Linked DNA regions of Zea mays: region 1 is linked to region 2. The links are chromatin contacts, called in public Hi-C maps. All regions are on one chromosome and are shown on one strand. The core of a region is the stretch at or near the end of the contact, and the rest is flanking DNA. Distances in the headings are between cores, read along the strand shown.

Region 1 (5,941 bases), core at 2,359-4,858, 210 kb after region 2:
CTAACAGAGAAAAATAAACAGGGAAAGAACTGCTGATGCCTGATCTGCTATACAACAACAACACTACTCTTTTGTAAAAGTTCCCATGAACATGAAGTTTTTGGTAATATTCCAGCAACATACATGAATTCGCTAGTATATATACTTTTGCTGCTGCTTCCTGCAACTGCAATGCTCGTGTAATCGTGTACCACTAACCAATACCGCCGTGACAGATCCAACTCCAAGATCAGAAATCGAGATGAATGGAGTCGCCGCGTGCTTCGTCGTCGTCTACGTGAGAATGATAGATGGAGTCGTCGTGGGCTTTTGCTTCGCCGTCTACGTGAGATAGATGGAGTCGCCGTGTGCTCCAGACGACGCGTCCTGCGTCGCGAGAGGAGTGGCGGCGGCAGCGGCAGCGGCACTGCGGTGCGAACGGATCTGCGAGCTGCTGGTGCCGTTCACCGTCAGCATCGCGACTACTTCAGCCATGGATGGCCTGTCAGCTGGCGACTGCTGCACGCAGAGAAGGCCGACCTGCACGCACCTCTCCAGCCGAAGGAGGATCTCTGGCCCCGGCTGGCCCACGGCTGGATCCAGAAGGTTCTCCTTGATCTTATTCTGGCTCCAAGACTCCCGTGCCTACAGAAGATGCAGCGAAAATAGTGCGCTTCAATTCATGGACAAAAGGGGGTCACCTAGCTCTAGCTTCTTGCACAAACTCCCGGCCGGTGGAGTATAGCTGTTTGCTCACATCGGAAACGAGCGTCTGGTTGCTGCTGTTCCTTTGGCCACTGACGATCTCGATCAGGACGACTCCAAAGCTATACACGTCGCACTTCAGCGTCAGGCTCGGCCCTCGCGCCGTGTACTCTGGAGCCCTGTATCCCCTTTTGGCAGTATAATCAGTTCAGCAAGTTCTTAATCTAACCCCCCAAAAAAAACACAGTTCAGAAAGTTGACGAGGAGGTCAGGGTTTCAGCCATACTCTGTCTGTACCAGTGTCGGATTCGTCTGGCCATCGACGAACACTTTGGCGGTGCCAAAATCTGCAATTTTTGCTCTCCAGTTTCCGTCCAAGAGCACGTTGGACGGTTTCAGATCCCTGTGTATCACCACCTTGCTTAGTCCGTGCAGATAAGCAACGCCTCTGGCGACTCCTACGATGATCTCCAGCCTCCGCTCCCAGTTCAACACAGCGCGTTGGTTGGCGTCTCTTGCTGTCAGTCACACAGAGAACAAGTGAGAGCTCTGAAGTAGCAGAAGAACATATATTATGGGATCATCTCATCTGTACAGATGTCAATAATCTGCGCGTTATTATTATTATTATAAATCTAAAGCAAGTACCGAATATGCATAGGTTCAAGCTCCTGTTCTCCATGTACTCGTAGACCAGTATCCGCTCATTTCCGTCCTTGCAGTAAGCAAGGAGACGAGCGAGGTTCTCGTGCTTGAGCTCTGACATCACTTCCACTTCTCTCATGAAAGTCTCACCACCTCCATCGGTAAGGTAAGATTGTGTGAGCCTCTTCACGGCAACCTTGGTACCATCAGCTAAATTGCCCTGGTAATTGCACAGTTATGTTATTAGTTGCGCACGTCCAACGGTAAATACACTACTTCCAGCGCAAAAGCAGGTATGATGTGATTATGAGATACGCCTACATTTAGTCAAAGATGAATTTTTTTTTGGAGTTCCGTCCTTCAAGATGAAAGCTGATGCTTTGATTACTCATCTTTGTTACGTGAGCAACGACCATATTAGTATACCAACTATCGGGAGTATTCTACTTGTCAAGATACATAGCGAGAAGTTCATTTATTTTGAGATAGACGAACTATGCCATCATAGCGTTTGATGAAATATACTAACACGAACCTCAAATACGGTGCTGAATCCTCCACGCCCAATGACATTGTCTGCAGAGAAATCATTTGTAGCCCTCCTCAAACTAGACAGGTCAACAGAAGGGACTGACGGAGGTCTGCGCAGTTCAGTAGAAGGGACACTCGGAGAGGCACTCTGAGCAGCTGGAAAACTCAGCACAGGCGTTAGCATGCATGGTGTGTTGCCCGCTGTTGGCAACCTGAAATGCTCGAAGTGAAGTGGGGAAGAACAGAAAATTGGGTCAGTAATTTTACCTGGGATTATTGGTCGCCGGCGCCGCCTAATCACAAGCACGACCGACAGAACAATAAGAACCACGGCGACGGCAGCTGCGGAAGCACCAACAACTGGTGCGGTACGAAACGGCCGTTGCGGCGAGGGCCCCGCCGCCGCCGGCAGCTCGGACCTGGCCAGCCTCAGGTAGAGATCTTGCCCTTTGTCCACGTATCGGAGGTCGACGATGTCATCCGTCCACATCACGCAGCCGCTACGGACGTCGCCGCCGCGGATATCTGCGGCGGCGTAGGCCAAGCACGAGCAGTTGGCGAGGCACCTCGCCGCGCAGTCCTCCACCGTGATGCTCATGTCCACCGTCGCGTTGTGTGTGTCCGGTAGCTTCACTCCGCGGACCAACAGGAAACCGTCTGTCGTCGTCGTCGTCCCACTCCCGTTATTGGCACAGTCCAGCTTCACGTTCCGCTTGCATCCGCCTGAGGTGTCCCTCAAGGACCACGCGGGCGGCGACGCCGGGCTGAACCCCGTGAGGCAGGTGCAGAACCACGTCGACGCCGCGCCGGCGTCGCACAGCCCGAACGCCCCGCACTTGCCGTAGGCGTCGCAGACGTCCCTGGGGCCCTGGAAGAAGGTCTGCCACGTCCGGGCGCCCGCGTCCCACACCAGGCGCTTGGCCACGCCGGCGTCGGTCAGCACGACACGGGTCAATGCGGCACCGGGGTTGGAGGTGTAGCCGTAGGATACCTCCGCTGGGCTTGTCGTCACCTGGTACCAGATCAAGTTCCTGTACGCCGACACCTCCGGGACGCCGCTGAACCACCGGCCGTTCCACGGGCCGGTGCGGTAGGTCCTGACGTTGCCCTCCCACACCACAAGCTCGGGCAGCCCGCTGGTGTCCAGCGCGCGGCGGTAGGCCCCCGGCGACGGGTCGTCGGCCGAGCGCCACGACGTGAGGTACCACTCGGCGCCGGTCCACTTGTTCTTGCCCAGCTTCATGCCGGACAGCAGGGTGTTCGACGGGTGATCGAACGATTGCCACAGGATGGCGTCGCTGCTGCTGCTGCTGCCTCCGTCGCGGACGACGAGGTTGCCGGAGTTGAGGAGCTGCGCCTCCGCTGATGACGATGAGCTGGTGGAGTTCGACGACCATATGGTCTGGCCAGAGCCGTCTAGAAGCAGAAGGCTTCCCGTGTCTCTGACGACCAGCACGCCGGAGTTGCCATTCACAGGGCGGCCACCGTTCGCCACCCAGCAGACGGCGACACTGGACGCCGAGAACCAGATGCCGAGGTATCTCTTGGTCGACGCCCCGGGAGAGAAGAATCCCAAGGTGAACGTCCCGTCGGCTGAGACGAGCGTCTCGCCGTCGGTGATGTTGCGGCCCTTGCCGAGCGTGTCGGACTCAGGTACGTCGGCGGCGATGGCTATGGGACGAAGTATCATAAACGAGAGGAGGAGAAGGTGGACGAATATTGTATCCATGATGATTGGGGATTCTGGGTTTAGCCCTTGCACGCCTCCAGGCGCTGATAAGAGAGGAGACTTCGAAGCATCACCATCTCGGATAGATTAAAGCCCCACCTAGCGGCCAAATGTTTTTTCTTTCATTTTTTTTTGTTAATGTTTGTAATTTCGTATGAACAGAAAGTAACATGCACTTCGCTCAATTCGGAAGACATCAGCTAGGTCAAAGTTTGACCTTGTCAAGTTTGATTTCTAGCGTATTGTGTAAGAGGAGAAGACCCTAGATCTTTGGATATTACAATTACAATTCATAAATGCCACTTGCATTTTCACTGCCGGACTACTTGCAGGTCTTTGTAGGCAACCTGTTTGTGTTATATTCTGCATTTCTATGCTACACGCCCGTTCAAATAACATAAACTAGATCAGTGATTGGGAAAAATAGGATGAATGGATGAAAGTCAACTTCCGTGGTTGGGCTTTCTTGCTTCTCATATTTAATTTCAAGTTGTTTTTGGGAGACGTGGTGACATATCCCACGAAGAAGCTCACCATCACCGATGATTGTTAATATAGTGATGTCCTGATTGTACGTCCCCCTAATTAAACTCATCGCTGAATTTCGAAAACATCTTCAAACAACAAACATAACTCATCCCTCAACTTTTAAAACCGGTAAGATACCCCCTGTGACAATTTTAGAATGGTTTCTTGAGTAGTTTTCCTGGTGGGATCCACTGGTTAGGGCCTGTTCGGTTAGCTCTCAATCCATGTGGATTGAGTGGGATTGGATGAGTTTGAATCCCAAATAAGTCAAACTTCTTCTCAATTTTTTCCAATCCCATCCAATCCATGTGTATTGGGAATAACCGAACAAGCCCTTAGGTGGTCTCTCTCTTACTTTTAAACTGAAAAGTCACTTTTTCAGTCGGACGAATAAAATAACTTGTATAGCTTGACTTGATCTATACTAGTCCTGGACGATGACATAGTTTATATCAAAGTTATATACCTCAATGAAATCTATAACCTTATGGTTGAAAACCCTTTTATTGATAGGTCCAAATATTCACTACATGTTCTCTACTTATTAATTTCACTTTTTTAAATTTTTTAAAATGGCCTCGAGTACAGAAACGCTTTATGCCAAATTTGTAGTGCTAAGAGAGATACGACACTTTATACTTGAATTTTATTTTATTTGAAATCATTTAGGAGCTCAAATATTCAATAAAAGATTGCATGACTTCAAAAGTTCAAAACATGTGGAGCCCGCAAGCCACATAAATCCCTAAACAATTAAAACAACCGTCAAATCAAGTCTGAATTATTGTAGAAGTAAATTGAAATCTCTTTTTTTTTCCTCACCAAACAGAAGAGTGATATATAGACTACATCATAATAGTTAAACTACTCTATATTCTTCTCTCAGGATCGCTTAGTCAACCTTAAGAACGAGGCTACAAAGATACACAAGTCAAACTGCATTCAAATTTCCAATCTGATCGAGTAGTTTGGAGAAGACATATAAACTCAAGAAAACGACATTGAAATTTTGTAAAATTCTTATGTTCTGTTATGTGCGACATATCCTCGTATAGGGAATAGGAGGCTAAATCATGAGTAAAGATCTGATTTATAAGAAGCAGATCTTCATATTGCACGAAGACAAGCTTTCATGATCTTTCTCGACTGAGAATTCGATTAAGTTTTTTATAAATATAATACTATGGGGACAACCTTTTTAAACGAAAGAATCCTTTTAATATTTTGTAAGGCCATTTGATAGTCTAAATCTAAATACCAAAATAATAAATGTCAATTGTTGGTGTAGATAGAAGAATTCGCCGAGGCTTGGCTTTCATGAGAGAAGCGGAACTGATGTTAGAACTAAGGCGCATATGGGAATCTTATTCGGCTCCTTGCTTATCTCCATCTCCACGGAGAATTAGGCCTCTTTTAGATCAAAGGATAATTTCCTAGATCCTATGTTTTTCGTTTTTTAACTAATTATTGTAAATTTTAGAGAGTAACTAAATCAATAAATCTGGCTAATCTATTGCTAAGTAAATAAACGTTTGTTTCAGGTATTACAATGAAAGTTGGTTTGGTTGAGGGGTTTTAGTAGTGATAGAGGCTGGTCAAGCACATTTATATTAAGCACACGTACAGCCCACGAAACAGCCCCAATCGGCCCAGTCCACGAAACAGCCCCAATCGGCCCAGCCCACGATGTAACCCTAGTCCCTAGATGTTTAAGGAGCAGCTGTGTTGCCGCATTCACATACCTATCCCTGTTGGTCGCCCCTCCTGGAGCTCGCCGCCGCCCTCTCGCTTTATTTTCCCGACCACAACGCCACCGCCCGACGC
Region 2 (6,576 bases), core at 4,060-6,559:
TAGTCTGCAAAATGGATGTCCTGTGGAAACATGGTACATAATATGACATCATTTGATAACACTGAGGCATTACAGAAGAACCCTATTTCCGTTCAGTTTTTGCTTCGTGCTCTGTTCTTTTATTCTGAAAGTTGAACTTTATCATAAAGCTTGGTTGAGGCAATATCAAAATCCAGGCCTCATCTTTCAGTGATGGTTCTGTCTGCAATATGGACTATGTATCCAAATCCAAGTCACCGCTTCAGGGAAAACCTCCTTGGAGAAACATCATCTAATATGATATGAATTCTGATAGACAGATACAGATATATCTATGCATTATTGTATCATTTTTTCTAGTTTCAAGGAATCATAATTATTTTCTATTTAGAAATCTTTGGTTTGCATTTGCCCAATTTAAGCTCAAATTCTGGTTTGTGCACTTAATAAGTTGCTTCTGAATCTTGCAGAAGCATATCTACAGAGAGGAGTCACCAAGCCCATTGGACTTCCGATACGCAGCTTTTTCTAATAGAATGGGAAACGAATTGTACTGTAATTGTTTGTGTACTTTACTTTGGCTCAATCGTCCGACCGTATCTTTGTAATCAGTGAGAATGGCAAGCAAATGTCCTTGACATCTATTGTTATTGTAAAAACATGTGTTATAACGCTGATTCTCAGATTACATTTGATTATTCGAGCTGACAATTTCTTCAGGTTTTATACAGCAGAATGTAATGCGCAATATTATTGTCGGATCACTCAAATTACGGAGAACTCCAGTGCCGAGATTTCTGAGTATCAATGCTAATTATTTCAAAAACAAACGAATAGAAAGATGGTTAGGCCATTGGACGAGAAGTTTTTCATGTTTTCTGCATTTCAAAGGAGGCCTAACACTAGGCCCCTTACGATGGAGGCGATCGCTAAGGCCCAATATTTAGTATCTATAACACTATATAATACACTAATTTAAATTTTACAAATCACATCCAACTAAATAATCCACACACCCATAACTAAATCCACCAAATAAATTGCACTCATATTTAACACAAAATCAAAATCGATCGTTGAATATTATTTGGATCATTTTTCAGCCCTCCCCTCCCCACGTCCCCACTGCCGTCAACCCCTCCCCTCGTGCCACCATCGTCGTCCACCCCTCTGCTTCCTTTCTGAGGAACATAGCTAGCACGGGTTATATGCTAGTAGTAAAATAGTATAGGTAGCGAACAAGCCGGTAGGGCTGGGCACACGGACGTCCGACGCACACGGACCATGTGGTACGCGTTGTCCACTGCCCAGTCGTCACGCTCACGTCATCGCGCGTCTGTACGACCATACCCTCCACGCGATCGTCATTCGTCATCTCACTGATCCAACCCTCCAGGATTCCAGAGCGATGGGTGCCACCCTCCAGGCACGCATGCTCGAGCAATAAGAATTCAGGTTATCCTGCGACAATCGTTCTTATTTCTTAACCTGTAAAGTGCTAATCTGTACCGATTTATATTATTTAGCGTCTTAGATATTTTAAAAACTAATTTGAATGCATATCATCATTTACCTATGAAGTGCTAATATGCTCCGCTGCATATCATAGATTTTTTTATATAGTCTAAAGAGCCCACCATGATTAGTTTGCCTGTGGCCCTCAAAATCATAGGACCGGGGCTGAACACTAGGTAAGTAGAGTTGCACATAGTTTCAAACATCTAGGGTGAGAAAGGCTTCACTCTATACCTTTGCTAATTCAGCATATTTCTTAAGCAATGTCAATCTATATGTTCCACCTTGACAAACTTAACAACAGTACAAATACAGGCCGCTAATGTATTGATTTTCGTTAGGCCTTCACTAACTCTTAAGTTGACAATGTGCGCAACACATCTCTTGCGTAGGTACTGTTCTTTAGCAATGGCACCATTTGATTCATTCAAGACTCTCAACATGTGTTTTATTGCATTGTTGTTTGCACTAGCATTGTTTATTGTTATTGTGAAAACAGTACCATTTCTCCATGCTAACAAGCAATTCTCTTGTAATTTTTCAATATCAAGAAAAGCAATGATCTTTTTATGGAGCTTTCAATAATTATTAATAAACTGTGCTGACACACATATGTAGTTTTGATTGGTATTAGTTGTCCATGTGTCAGTTGTGAGGCTAACTCTTCCACATTATATTTTAAAAAAAATCTTAAGCGTTTCTTTTAGGAATCATTAACTTCGACACAAGCTTTAGTGGTTGTTCTTCTACATAGTAAAGTAAACCATGGTCATGCTTTGACCAAAAAGAAATTTAAGGCCAAGGCATTCAGATAAGACAAATTGTTGCTCATCTTCAATCATTATTGTAAGGTCATCAAAATCAAATTTCCAAGTAGATAGAGTAGTGCCAACACTAGTATTTTCTTGGCTAGGTTCCAGTTGGCCCTTACAATTTGTCTGTATCACATCGATACAAGTTCGCATAGTACTTGCACTTGTCTCTTCCCTCCCCATTTGTAGTTTTTACCTTGGTGACGTGATCCAAAACATCTGAACTTAAGAAATTGCTTTCCTTTTCTTGTTTTCCTCGTCCTCTTGATGTTTACCTCCAGTCTCCTCGTCAAGCTCTACCATTTCATTCACATGATTTGCAACGGTTCCATCAGTGCCCCCCTATCTATAAATAAAAACATGAAATACGCCATCATCCAAAAGAGGATAGCTGAAGTCTGAACTTAAGAGTAGAAGACATATGTTGGTGCTGAGCCGCGCTACCGTGTGGTCCGTCGCCATCTGAGCCCGATGCGCCGCGCCGACACCGTCGTTTCACCTGACGCCAACGTCATCGCTGCGACCGATATGGTGGATAGGGTTAGGGCGTCGTGTGACGCTGGTGTGGGATAGGAGTGTCGTGCGGGTGCGGTGTTGATGCCCTTGTGGGTTGAGCCGGGCAATTGGTTGCCTGCGGTGTGAGATTTTCTCATTCTATTGGACATGAGGTCTTTCAAAATCTAAAAAAAAAGTTTTCATAGCTCCCCCCCCAATAACTAGTTTTAGGTTGAGATTTTCTCCTACTTTTGGTGATGCAGTTCCAAGCCAACACCGAACAAAAATCCAAAGAACCGTCGGTTCGCCTCGGTTTTGGTTCAGTGTTCAGTCAGTTCAAATGTGCCCAGCCCATCTTTCATAAAGAATATCGGATCCTCATTCAACTAGTGTTTCGAATTTCACTCTTCAGTCGATGCCGCCAGATCTTTCATACCCAAAGCCAATCTTACTATGCACCAGTTTAAATGCCAGATGGGTATTTCCTGCTTTCCTCCCTAGTGCATTGATCATCATTCAAACAGTGTTTGAAATTTCACTCTTCTTTTGACGCTGCCAGATCTTTCATACCCAATGCCTATCTTACTATGCACCAATTTAAATGCCAGATCGGTATTTCCCGCTTTCCTTAGAGCATTGATCATCATCGTTCGAACCCTCCCAGGTATCTCACGTCCCTTCTGCACAATGCCATCTGCCAATTTGCAGGCCTGCTTGAATCTGCCAGTCTTACACAACACGTTGATCATATCCTCGTGAGCCGTCTCAGGAATCACCCCCATTGGAGCCAGTTCATCCAATATCCTCCATGCACGGCTGAATTTACCAGAAAGGCAGAGTCCATTGGAGAGGGCCCTGAAAGCTGCAGCTGTTGGGGTGATTCCCTTGTCAATCATGCTGTCCCAGAACTTCAGTGCCTCCTCATTCTTGTGTTCCTTGAACAAACCATCGATGAGAATGGTATATGTGTAGACTGTTTGATCACAGCCATCGTCTTCCATTCTCTTGTAGAAAGCACACGCATCGTCTGTCCGTCCTGCTTTCACTAATGCGTCGATCAGAACATTGTAGCAATACGAGTCAGGCACAAATCCTTTAGCAACCATCTCCTCGAAGAGCTCCTTCGCTTGGTCAACCATCCCAGTTTTTCCAAAACCGTCGATCAGGCTTGTATAGAAAATGGCATTCACTGCAACGCCCTTCTCTACACAGCTCCTGAAGCACGCAAGTGCCTCCTCCAAATTGCCAAACCGGCACAAGCAATTAACAACCACACCATACGTGACCGCATCAAGCTCAATTCCAGTGGCCTTCATCCTCTCAAAGAGTGCCATTGCCTCTTTCTCCCTCCCGAATTTACCCATCGAGTCAATGAGCGCGGTGTACATGGCTGCATTGGCTGGACAGCCTCGCTTCGACATCCTCTCAAACACAGCCAGTGCCTCAAATGGTTTCCCGTCCTTGCTGAGCGCGCCGATCACCAGGACATAGGCATGTTGAGGTATTTCCTTCCCCATTCCCCTCTCTTCCATCTCTTGGAACAGTGCTATGCATTGTGGGAACGTGGCCTCGCTGTAGTGGCGCTGCATGAGAGTGAGGTATGTCACCTTGTCTGGCGCGAGCTCTGCATGTTCCCTCATATCCGCAAGCCGCGCCATTGCATCCTGTGTCCTCCCCGCGCGGCAGTACCCCTTGATGAGAATGTTGTAGGAAACCACGTCGGGACGCACTCGATGTTCCGTGGACATTGCGTCGAACACGTTGATGGCAGTGTCGAGGAGGTCAGCGTTGACAAGGCCGTCCAGCAGGCAGTTGTAGGTGAGCCTGGACGGCTCGACGCCGGCGAGGCGCATGGCCTGCCACGCCCATAGCAGCTCCTCGGAGAGGCCGAACGCCGCGAGGCTGCGGATCAACGAGGCCGACGACGCCGGCGTGAGGTGGCTGAGGACGGCGTCCCCGTGCGCGCGCAGCTCCGCGACGAGCTGCCGCGCCTGGCCGGCCGCGTCGGTCTCCCTGGAGCGCGCGAAGGAGTGGAGGAGGGAGACGTAGCAGCTGAGGAGGTGCTGCGGGTGGGCGCGGAGGTCGGTGGCGTTGGGCAGGGAGCGGAAGAAGTGGAGCGACGGGAGCGGGTGCGGGGCGAGCTGCGGGGAGCGGAGCGCGGCGGCGACGAAGGCCGGGGAGAGGCGGAGGAGGAAGGTCCTGCAGAAGGCGCGGAGGTCGGCGGCGAGGGCGGCGGGCGGGGAGCGGAGGACAAGGGAGATCACGCGGGGCAGCCACGGCGACGGCGCGGGCGTGGCCGCCGACGCGGAGGCGTACGGGCTCGGGTCCGCGAGGTCCGGGTACGGCTCGATCCACTCCGGCGGCGGGAGCGTCTGGTGGTCGTTGGGAGCGGCGGCCGGACGCCGGCCGCGAGGGACGTGGCAGTAGCGACGCATCGAGTGCGTCGGTGACGAGGTGGCGCGCAACAGGTGTTCGACGAAATGAGCGGCCGGGCGGTTTGGGCGATTGGCTTCTCAGTCTGCCTTCCACTCTTCTTTGTCCTGTGGTCTCACTCTTCTTTGGTATTATGTCATCTGTATTTATAATTTATGAGTTCGTCTCTATCTATAATATATATATTATAGGTCTGATGACGATGGTGGTTTTGCAAATACTTGGATAAACCTAACAATGGTAACTCGCTGCTTTGCAATGACAACGGTTGTTAAACGACACATGAGTCCATGACAGAAGCAGAAAGCAGCTATGGAAGTTAGGGAGTGTTCATCGACTGTTCATGTTTGAACCAAGCATGAGGGATGAAAGTGGTAATCCGAACTGTTAGGACAAATTTAATATTTTAAAATAGATATGTATAAATGTTGATGTTGATCTTTTCCTATATTATCAAGCACATTAGTACAAATATGAATAAAATATTACATAAATTGTTTTATGTATTATTTGGTCCATACAACACAAATAGTTGAAAAAATTATCGAATTTGTTTCCGAATCCATACCGAAGTTTATATCTATTATTTAAGAAAATATAAGATGAATTTAAGGTTTATCTTTTATGAATCTTTACAAGCTGGATGTTAAAAACATGAATACAAATTTGTATTGTAGATTCTATATTCTATTTATTCGCAATCAAAGAAAAACGACTAAAAAACTGATTATCGAATAAATACCGTTTCAGACCGTTTTCATCCCTGATGACACAGGTAAAATTTGATTGCTCTGCTTCAGTGCTTCGTTGAGAAGCTTTTGCTCGTTTCTGTCCGCGACGCGGAAGTCCAGCCGTTTCTGCCGCAAGACACAGGCGACGAAACCGATGTGCGGAAGGAGAGCCCCCGGTATCCAGGAAAACCAGCGCCCGCGGCCGCTTGTTTGCAGTCCTCCCTCCCGTATATATCAACCCGCCCACCACACCTCCACCCCAAACAGGCAAACACACAACACAACCAACCACCTCACTCGATCTCTCATCACTCGCAAGTCCAGCGATCACCAACCAGAGCTCGGCTCCAAGCCTCCAACTCCAACCCAAGGAGACAGATACGTTCGCAGATGGCGGGTGCAGCGAAGGCGTCGTGGATGGTGGCCATGAGCGTGGGCGCCGTGGAGGCGCTCAAGGACCAGGGTGGCCTCTGCCGCTGGAACTACGCGCTGCGGTCCGTCCACCGCACCGCCAAGGCCAACGTCCGCAGCAGCCTCGCCGCGCAGCGGGACAAGGAGCTGGCCCCGGCGGCGGAGTCGAAGAGGCGGCCGGGCAAGGCCGCCGCGGAGGA

What was found. A called contact is a pair of places that touch in the nucleus more often than the background predicts.
Region 1: a Hi-C map of ear shows a contact between it and region 2, with 2.8 times the contacts expected there. The contact joins the promoter of LOC100279279 here to the promoter of LOC100381578 in region 2. A contact is called at or near these places in 9 of 25 Hi-C or Micro-C datasets (ear, endosperm, leaf and 2 more).

Annotation. Positions count from the first base shown.
Region 1 is chr2:7,351,618-7,357,558 of Zm-B73-REFERENCE-NAM-5.0, forward strand. LOC100279279 reads right to left here and starts at 3,609. Exons shown (of 6, transcript NM_001152300.2): 1 at 2,128-3,609; 2 at 1,865-2,016; 3 at 1,333-1,549; 4 at 971-1,202; 5 at 737-872; 6 at 47-624. The coding sequence starts at 3,589. The coding sequence ends at 322. It also overlaps a transcript of LOC100502419 not described here.
Region 2 is chr2:7,143,504-7,150,079 of Zm-B73-REFERENCE-NAM-5.0, forward strand. It overlaps LOC100381578 (Pentatricopeptide repeat-containing protein mitochondrial), which reads right to left and starts at 5,310. Exons shown (of 1, transcript NM_001174402.1): 1 at 3,161-5,310. The coding sequence starts at 5,236. The coding sequence ends at 3,314. It overlaps LOC100280530, which reads left to right and starts at 6,247. Exons shown (of 1, transcript NM_001153449.3): 1 at 6,247-6,576. The coding sequence starts at 6,356. It overlaps LOC541935, which reads left to right. Exons shown (of 2, transcript NM_001111598.2): 2 at 450-758.